Regions from separate parts of the Mus musculus genome. Here region 1 is linked to region 2. A link is a contact called in public Hi-C data. All regions are on one chromosome and are shown on one strand. Each heading gives the region's core, a stretch centred on a gene start, on an enhancer-like site or on the middle of the called end of the contact. The rest is flanking DNA. Distances are from core to core; before and after follow the strand shown.

Region 1 (7,546 bases), core at 2,904-5,403, 1.4 Mb before region 2:
ACAACAGAAGCTACGTGGCAAACTTGGGCTACTTAAGAAGACCCCCTACTCAAAAGAGCACACACACACACACACACACACACACACACACACACACACACACACACCAAAACACAATCCCAGTCCAAACATCAGGCTCAGTACCTTGCATAACTTGCAGTCTGTGCCTTAATGCAAAGCTGTTCATCTAGACCATGCAGCTTGCTGTTCTGAGTAGAAGGGGAGAGATGCAGTGCATTCCCATTAGGAGACAAGGACACTGTGAAGATAGGCAGGGATGCTTGCTGGGAGGAATATGGTTGCGGGTTTTCTGCCTCTGTGCTACAGAGGACCGAGAATGGACAGTTGTCTCCGGTTTCCATCAGCTCTTGGCATAAGAGTGTTGGAACTTCAGGAGCTTGGTGAATAGTAGTTCAGGATTGAGCACCGTGGAAGTATTTGTGTTATGGCAATTGACAGAGCCTTCAAATCCCTGGAGAGACTATTGTTAGATTCCTAGCACAGCAATGCAGTCAGCTAAAAAGGATGTAGGATCTTGCAGGGCATGGACCATGCTGCTCATATTTAGTGCTTGACACTGGGGTAGGAGAGGATTTATGCCCGTGTGGGGTGAGTCATCATGGTGGCATGCTATAGCAGGATAAAGAATGAGCCTGCATTTTAATAAAGTGCATTGTTTACTTGTGTGTGTGTGTGTGTGTGTGTGTGTGTATGTGTGTATGTGTGTGTGCATGCGTGACAGTGATTATATGTCAGGCTTGGCAACAAGTTCCTTAACCCCATGAGCCATCTTGCCAGCCATGAGACTGAGTCTTTTTAAAAAATCTTACTTATTATTAGTATGTAGAAGTCTTATTTATTTATTCATTCATTTAATGTATATGTGTGCTTTATCTACATGTATACCTCCATGTGGTTGTTGGAAATTGAACTCAGGACCTCTGGAAGAGTAGCCAGTCCTTTTTTTTTTTTTAAGACTTATTTATTATTATATGTAAGTACACATAATACTTAGATACTGTCTTCAGACACAGCAGAAGAGGGCATCAGATCTCATTACAGATGGTTGTGAGCCACCATGTGGATGCTGGGATTTGAACTCAGGACCTTCAAAAGAGCAGCCAGTGCTCTTAACCACTGAGCCATTGCTCCAGACCCCGTGAGAATCTTCTTGACACTTTCAAGTTGCTCTTGTTTTTCCCATGGCATAAATGCTCACATGGAAAAACAGAGAATCTGTCATGGAGCCAAATCTGTGGTAAGATGAAGGGTCCTGCTCCAAAGCTTGGGCCAAAGAACAAGCACCCAGAGCCGTACAGACCGGCAAGGACTGAGAGAGGCTATGTAAATATAACTCCTGACCTCCCATCCCTACACCCAGTAGGTAGGACAGCACATTGTGAAAAAATGGTTGCAGGCTTTCGACCCTCAGGTGTCATCCTTCAAGTGACACATCCAGCAGGGCGTGTCCCTGGCCTCTTCTCATTGTATACCTGGCTCATAATGAACAGATCATGAAAGAAGCTTAATGAAGTAGCTCTGAGGATCTGAGTGCTTAGTTATTGTCTTAGTCAGGGTTTCTATTCCTGCACACACATCATGACCAAGAAGCAAGTTGGGGAGGAAAGGGTTTATTCAGCTTACACTTCCATGCTGCTGTTTATCACCAAAGGAAGTCAGGACTGGAACTCAAGCAGGTCAGGAAGCAGGAGCTGATGCAGAGGCTATGGAGGGATGTTTCTTATTGGCTTGCTTCCCCTGGCTTGCTCAGCCTGCTCTCTTATAGAACCCAAGAGTACCAGCCCAGGGATGGCACCACCCACAAGGGGCCCTCCCTCTTTGATCACTAATTGAGAAAATGCCTTACAGGTGGATCTCATGGAGGCATTTCCTCAAGGAAGGCTCCTTTCTCTGTGATAACTCCAGCTTGGGTCAAGTTGACACAAAATCAGTCAGTACAGTTATACTGTAAGTCAGCAGAGGACTGACAGGTAAGCCAGCCTAGCCATCCGGGACACACTGCCTCCCAAACAAACACACAAGAAGTGAGTTAGCTGCTACTTTCAGGGCTATACCAAGAGCGCCAGAGTGGAGACACCTCCTTCAACACAGGCTTACCTAGTCTCCATGCTTTCTCAAAACCATGACTCTGTTAGGAGTATACCTTCTGCAGCCACCAGATTCTAGCTTCCGTCTTAGTTAATGGGTAATTTATTTAACCTCTTCCAACCTTACCTTTAGAACAGGCTTTTAAGTGGAGATGTTTTTCTTTTCACAGGGCAATGGTGGCTTCTACATTATAACTTAAGAGAAAGCACCTAGCCTAGTGCCCTTAAAAGCAAACTGGGGACAAGTATTTTAGGATGGAATAAAAGAAATTAAGAGCTGGGGTGAACTCAGGGCAGACGCTCTCAACGTAGGAAGTATTTTACAGTGTTATCACATCCAGTGTTCGCGGGTCCTGGAGTATTTCATTTGAACCAATTCATTTGTTTACATTGTGTCGGAGACCTAGAGAAGGGGTGGGGCTTTCTCACTATTCCAAAGCTCAACTTCTCCAGTAAAGGATACCTACCCACCTGCCTGTTCCATCGAGAGCCTTATGTCTGTGCCCAGCCTCAGTTAAAGGGACCGTTACTCTTGTAAAGAATAAATCGTTCTGAGAAAAATTTAGAGAACCTGTTTGCACAATTACTTTTATTATTATAGCGTCAATGTCTGTCAACATTTCAGGATCAAAAACATTGGAGACTGATACAATAGCAGACACTTTGTTAAAAAAGAAATGGATGAGAATCGGGAAAGTCATGCCAAGTGAAAGGGGCCCATTTCCATTTCTTGGCCTCCAAGGAAAATAAATGCAGATCAAACTTGATTTTACTTAAGAAAATTAATGCAAACATTTTAGCTATAATATTTTACATTAAGATCAGACTGAGCACCAGGACCTCAATGGAGGAGTTAGGGGGAGGACTGAAGGAGCTGAACGGGTTTGCAACCACATAGGAAGAACCACACTATCAACCAACCAGACCTCCAGAGCTCCCAGGGACTAAACCTCCAACCAAAGAGTACACATGGAGGGACCCATGCCTCCAGCCGCATAGGTAACAGAGGGTGGCCTTGTCAGACATCAATGGGAGGGGAGGCTCTTGGTCCTGTGGAGGCTTGCTGCCTCAGCATAGAGGAATGCTCTAGGGCAGTGAGGCAGGAGTGGGTGGGTGGATGGGTGGGGGAGCATCCTCATATAAACAAGGAGGGCAAGGGGAGGATGGGATAAGAGTTTTTTTTGGAGAGGAAACCAGGAAGAGGTGGGGATAACATTTGAAATGTAAATAAATAAAATAATCAATAAAAAGATATAATATGTAGGACAAAAAATGTTTCGTTGTAACTTTTTCAGTGTTCTCTGGTATTAACACAATCACAGCGTTGTGTGACTGTCACTGCTGGGCATCCCCAGAACTCTTTCATCTCTGCACATTTGTCTTTCAAGGCTTTTAGGGTTGATCTACTGTGTGTGACACACAAGCATGCTTTTGCTAAGCCAAATCACCTTGGGCAAGCACAAGGCAGCCTCAAATTAGGCCTTTGTTTATGGCAGTCCCTTGTGACCTGTGCCACTGAGCATAGAGGTCACACAGTATGGAGCTCTGCCCCTCCACGTCCCTGAAAGCCTATGAGAACCAGAACTCTTCCTTTGTCCCTTCAGGACCCCATTGTTCTGTCCTGGGCGTGGTGCTCTATTGCTTCTCATGCTCTTCCACCCTAAGGCTTGCCACTGGGTATCTCTGGTCTGAGCTTTCGCATAGATTGACTAAGGCATACAAAGTCAAGGCTACCTATCTCCTTTCTTTTCTTTTTCCTTCCTTCCTTGTTTCCTTAGCACAGAAAGTCTAGGGAACGATGATACTTTGTTGCTAACAAATGCTCGTTATAAATAGTATCTACAATGCTCTCCAAAATTTTCCATTCTTGTCATATCCTTAAAATCAAATACTTGGTACATTATTCCAAATTTGTGGTTTCCTTTTCCACCCCATGGATTAGATTTGGAGCACGATACCTGGATAGGCCATAGGACCTGGGGGTGTGCTTTGGCTCAGAGTGGCACAAATCCTAGGATAGGAGGCTTAATGTCAGGAGGGGGAGGAGGGACTCTGTAACAGGAGTCCGTCTGTCTTTGAGCGGAGGGAAGCGCAGCGCCATGGGGACAGTGTGGGTGTTTCAAGTGGACTTCCAGATGGCAGTAGGGGAGAGAAAGAGGAGCTGGGGGAGCGGATGGGGGAAAGTGGGGTCCCCATTCTGCTGGGGATCCTGTTCACCAGGTATGGTGAGATCTGATGTGCTTGTGGTCTGTGGTTGCTAAGAAGATGCTTGAACAAGTGACCTTTTAAGAGTCCCAGGCCTGTGTGTGTCATGGAATGTCTTCAGGCACTCTTTCCAATTTCTACCTTTGCTATCGCTAGGACCCTATTGCCATTGTGACAGTGATTCTTTCCTAGTCTGCCCTTTCGCAACCTCTTCCCCAGGCTGCCGTTTAAGGTCTTGAATCTCCTTGAAGGCCAAGGTTCATCACCCGTGTCTTGGGAGCAACAAGACGCCCATGCTCACGTTTGGCTTATCCCCTCTCTTTTTTGTGTGACCTTCACGCTCAGGTTCATGGAACAAGCCTTGCTCTCCTATCAACGGGTCCCCCATAGAATGCTGCAGGGGCCTTAGCATCTCGCCATGACAACTGGGAAAGCCCAGGTTTTGTTCTTCAGCCTGGTACAGGGAAGATATAGTGGTTGGAACGGCTCTGACGGCTGCAGACGCGTGAGGCTGCTTGTTCATATCATGGTTGATCAGGAAGCAAAACTAGGGTAAAAAGTAGGGGCAGCAAATGCTCAAGGCATACCCACCAGTGACCTAGCTCCTCCCTCCAAGGACTGCCCCACGCCTTAACCTTTACGGGCTGGAGACCATGTGTTCAAGCCCGCGAGGCTGGATTGATACATAACTCTTTTTTCTGAAGATCAGAGAGACCAAGATACTGAAGTAAAGAACTCACTTCCTTGTCATCCAGAGACAACCAGATCATAAAGGGGAAAAGGTGATTATTTTTGACTCAATTTGGGCATTTTAGTTCATGATGAATGGTTTGAGTTGCTTTGGGCCTTTGGCGAGGAGCGCATGGTGGTGGGAGTAAATGCTAGTGTAAATCCACTGAAATTCATCAGCTGTAAAGGCAAAAGGGAGACAGCAGCTTAGAGCTCACGATCCCCCAAGCCCTTCCCCCAATGACCTAAAGACCCCCACTGCTAGGTTCTGCCTCTTAAAATCTCTACCATACCTCTCAATAGCATTAAGAACACAAAAGAACTGTATAAAAACACATTGGTCCTTGAGGGACACACATGTACCAAACTGTAGCACATATTAAGGGAAAGTTATTTTAGTGAGGAAAAATAGTTACATAGATAACATTTGAAAGCAGTAGAAAGTTCCTTTCAGTTCCAAACTTAACAACTACAAATACATGTAGAGTAGAGGGAAAATAACTCTATTTTTTAAACTCCCATAATGCTCTGCCTGCGTGATCTAGTGATGGGGAGTGTAGACAGAGGCACTGGCCTTGCTGACTGGGAAAGCCAGTTGGTTTGCATCTGAGCCATAGTGCCCCAGCTGACAGGCCGACAGGCCATCCATGATATAATGAGGCTAAGAACCTTGGCCACTTCTCAGCAGCTATTTCTGGCTGTTAAGTAATTGTTAAACTGTCAGTTGCTACATTTGGTTCTTCGCGTCTTCAAGGTGTGTCTTTATTTGTAGGGAGTAAGGTGAATTAAAATATCCGCAAGATCCTTTTGGCCTCGTTAGGTATTTCCATTTTGGGGGAAAACTTCAATTTATCTTTTGGGAAAATGTATTTTTCATATATATTTTTTGGAGAGCTCCTGGGCTCCAGCCTGTAACTATGAAACATGCTACCACCCTTGGTTTAACAAAGCTAGCCATAGCACGCTTCGATAAAACAGTGATATATGTGCGTGTCAAGCTGACAAGGGCTCAGTTGTGTTGGTCGATTTCTTTGCTGGCTTGACATAAGCTAGAGTCATCTGGGAAGGGGGAGCCTCAATTAAGAAAATGTTTCTACCGTAGAGGATTGGCCTGTAAACAAGTCTGTGGGGACATTTTCTTAATTACTGACACTGTGGGCATTCCTACCCCTGGGCAGGTGGGCCTGGGTTGTATGAACAAGCAGTTGAGTAGCAGTGCTCCTCGGTGGTCTCTGATGACTTCCTCAATGATGGGCTGTGATCCAGAAGTGTAAACCAATCAACAGTTTCCTTCCCAAGTTTCTTCTGGTCAGAGGATGTTGCTATAGCAACAGAAAGCAGCTAGGCTAGGCACTGTTCCTGAAGTATGGCTAATTCAACAGAAGAGGGATGGCCTTCCATTGTTTGGTGTCATCATGGAAGGTGATAGGAGGAAGGTGATAGGAGATGTAGGGTAGGGCATGAGGCTTTGCCTCCACCGTTGAGTGGCCATCCTGACACATGATGGTGTTGTGGCGTCCCAAGCAGTGTTCTGAGCTGGACATCATCTGAATCGTTGGAATCCCTCAAACACCCATGAGTTACCATCTTGGACTGAAGAACACTGCTGTTGAGAGGCAATATCACTTCAACAAGTGGCCCCTAGCAGGGGGAAGTCAGGCCACTGAGGTTCTGGTGACATCCCAGACCTGTACGTCACAGCTTCCCCAGGACACAAGAACTCCCTTAAAAGATGCTTCAATAGGGGCCGGAAAGATGGCTCAGTGGTTAAGAGCACAGACTGCTCTTCCAGAGGCCCTGAGTTCAATTCTTAGCAACTACATGGTGGCTCACAACCATCTGTAACAGGATCTGATGCCCTCTTCTGGTGTGTCTGAAGAGAGCGACAAGTGTACTCACATTCATAAAATAAATAAGTAAATCTTAAAAAAAGAAAAACAGGGTGCTTCAATAATGTTGTATGCAGAGAGGTTGACATTTCCCTCAGAAACTAAAGTAGGGCTGCTGAGGACTGTGACCACCACAGGTGGAGATTCCCAAAGAGGTCCTTTGATTCTGGCACAGTGTAACCTCACTAAACTGGTTTTCTTTTTCTCTTCAGAGGCTGGGCAAGTTCTTGGAGTTTTCCATGGTGATTTTGAGACAGCAGCAAAGTCTCTTTAGGAGAAGAAAAGTGGACATAAATTATTCGATAGTCAATCTGGGTTCCTTCAGAGCTCTCCGGCAGCCGGACCACGTCATCTAGATGTCTGGCTTTTGGTACCCATGTAAAAAGAAACTTCATTATTGAATTAAAATATATTTGTATTCTGCACCCCACCAACTCCAACTTTTCCCACATCATCTCCTCCTCAAATTCAAGGCCTTTAATTACTCGTTAATTACTACTGTTTCATGCATATGCAAATGAATACGTAAATGCCACCGGCTGAGTCTGTTTACTGCTGTTTGTATTTTTAGGATTGACTGACTGGGATTGGATAATCATGTAGAAGAGTGTCCCT
Region 2 (7,095 bases), core at 1,179-3,678:
CAAGGGAATGTTAGTAGCCTTGCCATTGTAGACCCCACTATCAACTGTGATTCTGCGTATTTCATTGCCATGCCTGTAGTCAGTCCTGTGTAGGTCACCACAGCAGCTCTGTCTAACCCTGAAGAAACCACTCCACTATAGCACATAATAATCATTCGTATTTATGAGGTACAGTATGACACATACATATTCTTTCTGTGTAGTGTGTGTGTGTGTGTGTCATGTGTGTCATGTGCAGTTTTTAAAGCATGGCTGTGTCCCCTAAAGGGGGATGAAGATATTCTAAGGGTCCCAACACTAGTGCCCTCTACACTAGTTTTGTTAGCAGTTGTGTTGTAGAATTGTGCCCAGGCCATTCCCTAGGCAACTACTCTGTTCATATCAGTCAAAACTGAAGGCACAGGGCTACAGGAAGACGGACTTCCCTGGGCACATGAGAGCTTGAACGTTCTAGCACTCTGAGGGGAAAGTGGAAAGAGAGAGAGAACAGCCTAGAGCAGGTCATCAACAGCATCATGTGCCAGAGTGGGTCCATTGCAGGGGCTCCAGGACCTGGGCGCAGTACACACAGCAGGTATTTGCTGGTGGCAGTAGTGGAGCATGCAGTTGACTGTGGATCCTGTCACCCTGGACAAGACCTCAGCATTTCAGTTTTCACTGATAAAAATGAAGAGCACAGTGTCTCTTTTAGAGGATTTTTGCATGATAAATACTATACCTGGCACAGGCTATGTTTCCAGTAAAGTCTAACCCTAAGGACAGGACATAATCAAGGCAGCCTCAGCAGTGTCTGGCATTTGCTTACTAGGACTGAAGAGGGCGAGGATGCTACCACTGTGCCATTAAACTAGCAAGCAGTAAGTGATACAGGCGTGTGTGAGACGTCCTATGCTCTAGCCCAGGGAGGTGGGTAGAATACAGTGTTGGAAACACATACGCAGTAAGAGGGAATTAAAATATTTCAGTCACTGAAGTGATAATACAAAATGTATATGTTAGAGAGATTACGGTACCAAGAAAATGTAATTGTAGAGAGTTGATAATGGAGGCATAATTTCCAGGTAGAGGACCAGCCAGAGCTCTGAGTGCTGGCGGAAGGGATGATGGCCAAGGAAAGGGTGGGGGTAGGGATCATGTACATGCTGATTACGTCAGAGGTCAAGAGGGAGCTCGGGTCAGGCAGTCAATACCATGAGAGCATTGGTAATGAAGCCATGGGGATAAATGAGACCATAGCTAGTCTCATTTATTTTTATGATTATTAATAAATAATATTTAGTAAAGGCATTGGTGAGTTTCTGGTGTTCTGTAGCATTTCCTATTAGTATGCATAAGGAATGTTGGCATGAAATGAATTTTCTGCTCCTTCACAGCAATCTCTCCTGTGATTTCTTCCCCCACCTATTGCTTTTCCTGTAGATGAAGCTTTTTTTAAAAACTCTGTGGACAAGAAAGTGTTCGCTGTCACTGAGAAATACCACGGCTATCACCCTCCCTGTCACAGTGATGAAGAGCACTGGCAGGAATTAGGAAGACTCTGGGTCTTAGTTCTCACCGTTTCAGTTCTGACTCCTTGGTATATCCATGGTATATGCCATGGAATATCAAGGCATTTCATAGTCCTCAGCTTCCTCTTCTACAAAATGAGGCTAACGGGGTCGACTGTGTAGAACAGCTGTACAACCCACCTGCAGTGATGCAGTAAGAATGGTTGGCGTTCACCTGGCCTACAGAAAATGGTCAGATGTGAGCTCTTAACACTGATAGCGATAACTGCATTGTCTTTCCTCTGTGTGTGTGTGTGTGTATGTGTGTGTAATGAAATGTCATGTAAATGAAAAGCGCTTAACTATCAGTTAGCCACATGTTTGAAATAGCAGGTTGGTGTTTCCCACAGGGATGTACCTGGTCTGCCCTGATTATAGATGCTGTCTCCCTGCCAGAAAAGAGAGCCTGACTTTCTGCCTCTCGTTGTTCTAAATAAGACATTTTCCTTCTCTGGGAGCCTTTCCCTGGAGCTGAGGCACGGCATTGGCCTTGTGGCCTGCACTAGCACTGTGACCACCACACAATCACATCATGCCAGGCACCAGGCTGACTGGTACACACCAGCGCCCAGGCAGATCCCTGCTCCTGCATTTACATAGCTCTAACTCTGTTGTTTGGAACAATTCGATTTCCCAGCTCCTGTGGCTGTGGGTAGCTGGGGTTCTCTGGAAAAGATGGAGAAAATCATGAAGTAGTTTATTTGGCATGAGTCTCCAAAACATAACCACTTTTCCTTGTGGAAACTGAGTCAGGCATTTCCTCTCCCAAGGCTAGGGTGTGACGTGTGCTGAGAAGGAAACAACCGGCTATGCCTCAAGGAAATGCCTGACAGGCATTTGCTTTCCTCGCACGTCCTCCCTCAGTGGGTAAGCTGCTCTGAGGATGCGGTCACATCAAATCTCTCTCCCTGCTCTAAGCATTTCTTTTTCTGGGGTGTGGAGCAGCTCTTCAGGGAAGAAAAGCAATTTGATGTCAGGGGCTCCTTTGAGCCTTGGGAATTAGGCCTCAGAACCTTGGAATTGGAGCTCAGCTGCTGCTAGAAAATACACTGTGAATGTTTTATTCAGTAATGCATATATAACATTGAGCAGAATCCAAATACATAAATCACTTATACAATAGCTGTTAAGAGCTACCTGCCAGCATTTCAGAACGCACTGCTGGACTCACTTCCAAGGTCCTTTACTGCCATCTGCTGGCCAAAAGTTTGTTTTATGTTGGTGAATTCTTTAGTAATTCTTCATAAATCAGGATTTTCTGAGGCAAAAATTTCCCCCAATAAATGGACAACTGCCTTGTTTTTTGTTTTTTAAGATTGCAGACACCATAGCACTCTAGAAGTATGACAGAGGCAGTTTCTCCTTTCTGGCTTGATTCTCACTGTGTGCTTTTCTGAGCCGCCTAGACCAAGGCCCCATCAGCCTGCATCTCAAGATCAAAGCTATGCTCAAAGTATCTTTAAAATGGGTCCTGCTGTTGTTACAGTCAGCCTTTCAATAATGTTGGCCTACTACCACCAATATATTACATCAATGAGATCAGAATCCTGAACATCACCAGCAAAACCTACTTAAACCAGCCCCCAAAAGTCTGCTTGAAGTGTAAGTTCTAGACCCTTCAGTGTAGGCACTGAAGGCCTTAGTGCACTAACAGATGTCTTTTGAGTCTCTTGAAGTCTGTCAGTGTGAACATGAAGTGGGAACATGCTGGTCTTTTCTGCCCTGAAACAATGCGTGGGGCATCTCAGCTCCTTGGAGGTCCATGAAATGCTGAGCAGGAAATACCTAGAATGAGTAGACCATGGTGAACCATGCAGAACAGGATCAGGGGGTGCTGTAGAAGATAGCACTGACCTGCAGACTGTGAGATATGGGGGCTGGGGAGGGCAAGATGCCTAGGGACTCTATAGTGAATAAAGACTGTGTAAAACAGAAGATGACTGAACTGCTATTGTGTAGTATACCCTTAAAATCTGGGTGTGGCTATAGTCCCAAAGAGGTGTAACACTATCTTTTGATACAAAGAATGTTATTTTTCAAATTTAAAGGAGAAAACGTTTAAACGTGGCTTTTTATTTTCTCCATAAACAGTTGAAGAAAGTGTGGAATGGAAGAGTAGTAGAAGTTAAAATAACAAATGTAAGGTAGACTCTTATCTCAAGGATCGTGAATACCCATTATTGTTGTATAATAAACAACCTGTCTGATGGTGGATTGCAGTAAGAATCTTCATTTTATACCATACTCTACTTCTCCAGGTCAGAAATCCAAACATGGCTGAAATACAAATACAATGATCAGGGACCCAAAAGCTGAGCCCCAAGTCCTCTTATTCAATTGTCAGACAACTGGTGCTGGCTGGCAGCTGGGGGCCAGGCCAGGGATTTCAGCCAGACCACAAGTGGGAGCTCTCCCTGTAGCCTGGGATTCCTCATAGCATGGCAGCTTCCCAGGTCTAGAATTCTAAGAATGAGCCAGGCAGAAGTCACATTACTTCTAGTGCCGTGCAATATTTCTTCTGCTGTCGTTGGGGTGTAAGGGTCAGAGTCACAGAACCTTCCAGGCACAGTAATAGTGTCTCCATGAAGATTTAAGTCACACTGGAAGAGGGACATTCAGGGCACAAGTCTGTCCTTGGAAACAACCACCGACAAGGTTTGTTTTGCACATTACTGTAGGTTCCTTGCACACACAGATAACCTCACAGAATATGCCAGAGGCCCTTGGTGGCCTCAAACCCATTTTCAGTGGGTGATTGGTTGGGCCAGTGGGCCAGCTTTTGTTCCAAATCCCCCTCCAGTTTGCAGTCAGACAAGGTCCAAGGCTCTGTTGGTCTGACCTTCTTCATCCTGAAAAGAGAAAGACTGGGACCCACCATGAAACTCATGGTAAAGGCACTTACCAGCAAGCCTGAAAACCTAAGATGGATGCCTGGAATTCACAGGATAACAGAAAGGGACAACTTGGGCAAATTGTCTCTTGACCTCTATGCATGCTTCATAGCACACATGTACATGCACACACATAAAATAGATAAATGTGATTGGAAAAGAGAGTGGGCTGTGGAGCACAGTGGTAGGTCACATGCCTGTCAGTCAAGCTCAGGGCTTTGAGTTCCATCTCCAGTGTGGAAGAAAGAAAGGCTGAGCTCTGGTCATTATCCTGTCTATAGTTAAACATTTGCCCCAGTGGTAGTACAGTGTGCAATTCCAGTTGGAGGGCTGGAAAGTTTGGAAAACCTTACCTCAAATTATAAGACACTCCCTGCCCCCAACTCCTCTAATGCCTTCATGGTCTCTAAAATTCCTCCAGTCTGCAGAGATTTTGGCCATCCTTAGCTGTTCTGAAATTTCAGTTCCCTGCTCTGTAAAATCCTGGGGCCTCTCATGTCTCCTGTCAGTAAACACTTTCACAGAATGAGGTTCTGTTGTGCAGCTAGTCACTGTGGGTGTGAGAGCCTGCAAAAGAAGAAACCCTGTCCTGGGGGCTCTTGCCTAGGCTACTTGAGATGTTTTCTTGATGGCACTTTATATGCTTAGAGTGGCTTTTGTGGTCAGCGGGGACATTTGAAACTATCACCTGGCATTCTACAGACGAGGAACATGATTCGCCCAAAGTCAAGGGGCAAGTGAAGTGGCAGAGAAAACCAAAACTCCATCCCTGACAGCTGTGCACGCTACTGTTCATGCGATCGCCTTTTAACAGAAGATACATAACCATGGGGACCTGAGCCACGTCACCCTCCTGCCTCTCGCTCTGCATTCCCAGGAGGCAGCGCAGTGTCACTGGCATTGTATCTGCTCACATGTATAAGTGCCCATAATTTTATAAAGTGTAGGCTTTCATACGTGAAATGTAAGATTAAAAGTCCAACATATCATAAACAAAAGAGTTTCTATCACACATGGAGGCTCTGGATATGATTTCCTGTGAAGACCAAAATGACATTGAATATAAAACTGGCTATTTTTACAGCATGCTGATGAGCTTTTAATGTAGGGAGCTAGCTCTATGTGACGTGAAAAGCAGCACAAGGAAAGCTTTCCTGCCAGGACCCAGTGTAGTACAAGAAGGGTCTGCATCTTCAGTGTACCGTATCACTCTTTCATTGTTACTTATGGTAAGGCACACAGAGAATCTGTCACATTACTCAGCCTGAACTGTATGTTACATTCACCAGACCTTAGGTGAGTGAACTAGAATCCCAGGAGCAACCAGCTAGGAGAAGCTAGCCTTTATGTACACAAGAAGCGACCTAGCTTCTCTGAACCTAGTTTGAGGCTCAGGGTGTGGGGTTACCAGCCAGAAAATATAAATATCTATAAAACATGAAATCATTCTTATCTCTAAAGCCAGCAGCCCACATCCTTGTTGGTCTAACCCTATATAGCCTACTAACACCTACATGCTTTGGGGATATTTGTGATATATGTGCAAACCTCTTGTCATCCAGATAGTATGTTGTAAATCCTACCAAGTGTCAGCAAAGCCTTTAAAAAAAATGTGTACTATTAACTGGGATTATCATTAAAATGTCAGTCAATACAAAAATCTTAAAACCAGCCAAAGATATGCCTTTACCTAATCCTCCTAAGTCTTCTGCTCCAGCCGTTGTCTTTGTAAATGCAGTGTCCTGTCCTGTCCTGTCATGACTTGTGTCATGGGTAGGACCTGCCTTGTCTTGGTCAGCATTTTAGAATCTGTGCATTTCCTGTACTTTTGATGAGGAAAGGGTTTGAACTTTGACTCTGTTTCTCCATTAAATGAGGTGAAAGTGCAGTGTGGTGTCTGGGAAGGGCATGTGTGCTGGGATAGCAGGCCTATCTGGCTAACTCTCTGTGTCACCTGCTGTCGTCATCTACAGCTGCCTCTTTAACTCTTTGTCTTCCTGTCCCTCCAACAGAGAGGTTTTGGTTTTAATTGATAAATAATGATGCATGTTTGCAGGATACCATGTGATACTTTGATATGTGTACGTGGTGTGTAACAATCAAAATAAGCTTTGTGTTAGGAACATTCAGCCTCCTGCATATTTTTGAGATACATTGTTATAAACTATGGTGATTCTGCTGTGTGATAAAACACTAGAACTCAGTCCTCCTATCAAGGTGTATGTCCATAACCATTACCCAGCCCCTCTCTACCTACTCCTACCATCTTTCGACTCTGATACATGCCATGTTCTACTCTCTACTCCCACAAGATCAACTCTTAGCCTGAACATGTAAATGGAAATACATGGTATTTTTCTGTCTGTGACTAGTTGGGTTTAGTTAGCTGGTCTCCACAGGTCGCTAGTCCCACACATGTTGTAGGACAGAATATCATTCTTTTTATGGATTAATGGTGTCCTGCCATGTATATACAATTGGCCAACAAGTATATGAAAAAATGCTCAACATGGGAAGTCATGAGAAAACTGCAGTTGGAAACCACAGCAAGATACTACCTCATTCCCAATTAGAGTTGTTATTACCAAGGAGACAAACAAATGCTGACCCTGGTGCAGAGAAAGATCTCCCAAGCATTGCCTTGTAGAAACGTGAGT

The links. Hi-C and Micro-C count contacts between places; a contact is called where the count stands out from the background.
Region 1: a contact with region 2 is called in a Hi-C map of cerebral cortex, with 5 times the contacts expected there. The contact joins two enhancer-like sites. A contact is called at or near these places in 7 of 484 Hi-C or Micro-C datasets (cerebellar granule neurons, cerebellum, cerebral cortex and 3 more), 1 of 115 datasets of contacts at active chromatin or transcription factors (large pre-B cells) and 1 of 9 other capture datasets (embryonic stem cells).

The regions. Positions count from the first base shown.
Region 1 is chr13:37,421,753-37,429,298 of GRCm38.p6, reverse strand. It overlaps Gm4035 (predicted gene 4035), which reads left to right. Exons shown (of 2, transcript NR_167664.1): 2 at 7,144-7,361. Among named protein-coding and RNA genes, the nearest start is that of Gm4035, 9.6 kb to the left of the region's middle. Within about 2 kb of position 4,153, at least 9 of the 459 cell types and tissues checked have an H3K27ac peak or open chromatin away from gene starts, as enhancers often do. A contact at or near this core is called in cerebral cortex, where this site is marked.
Region 2 is chr13:36,015,069-36,022,163 of GRCm38.p6, reverse strand. All of the region lies in intron 2 of Lyrm4 (LYR motif containing 4), which reads left to right. Among named protein-coding and RNA genes, the nearest start is that of Ppp1r3g, 51 kb to the right of the region's middle. Within about 2 kb of position 2,428, at least 43 of the 459 cell types and tissues checked have an H3K27ac peak or open chromatin away from gene starts, as enhancers often do. A contact at or near this core is called in cerebral cortex, where this site is marked.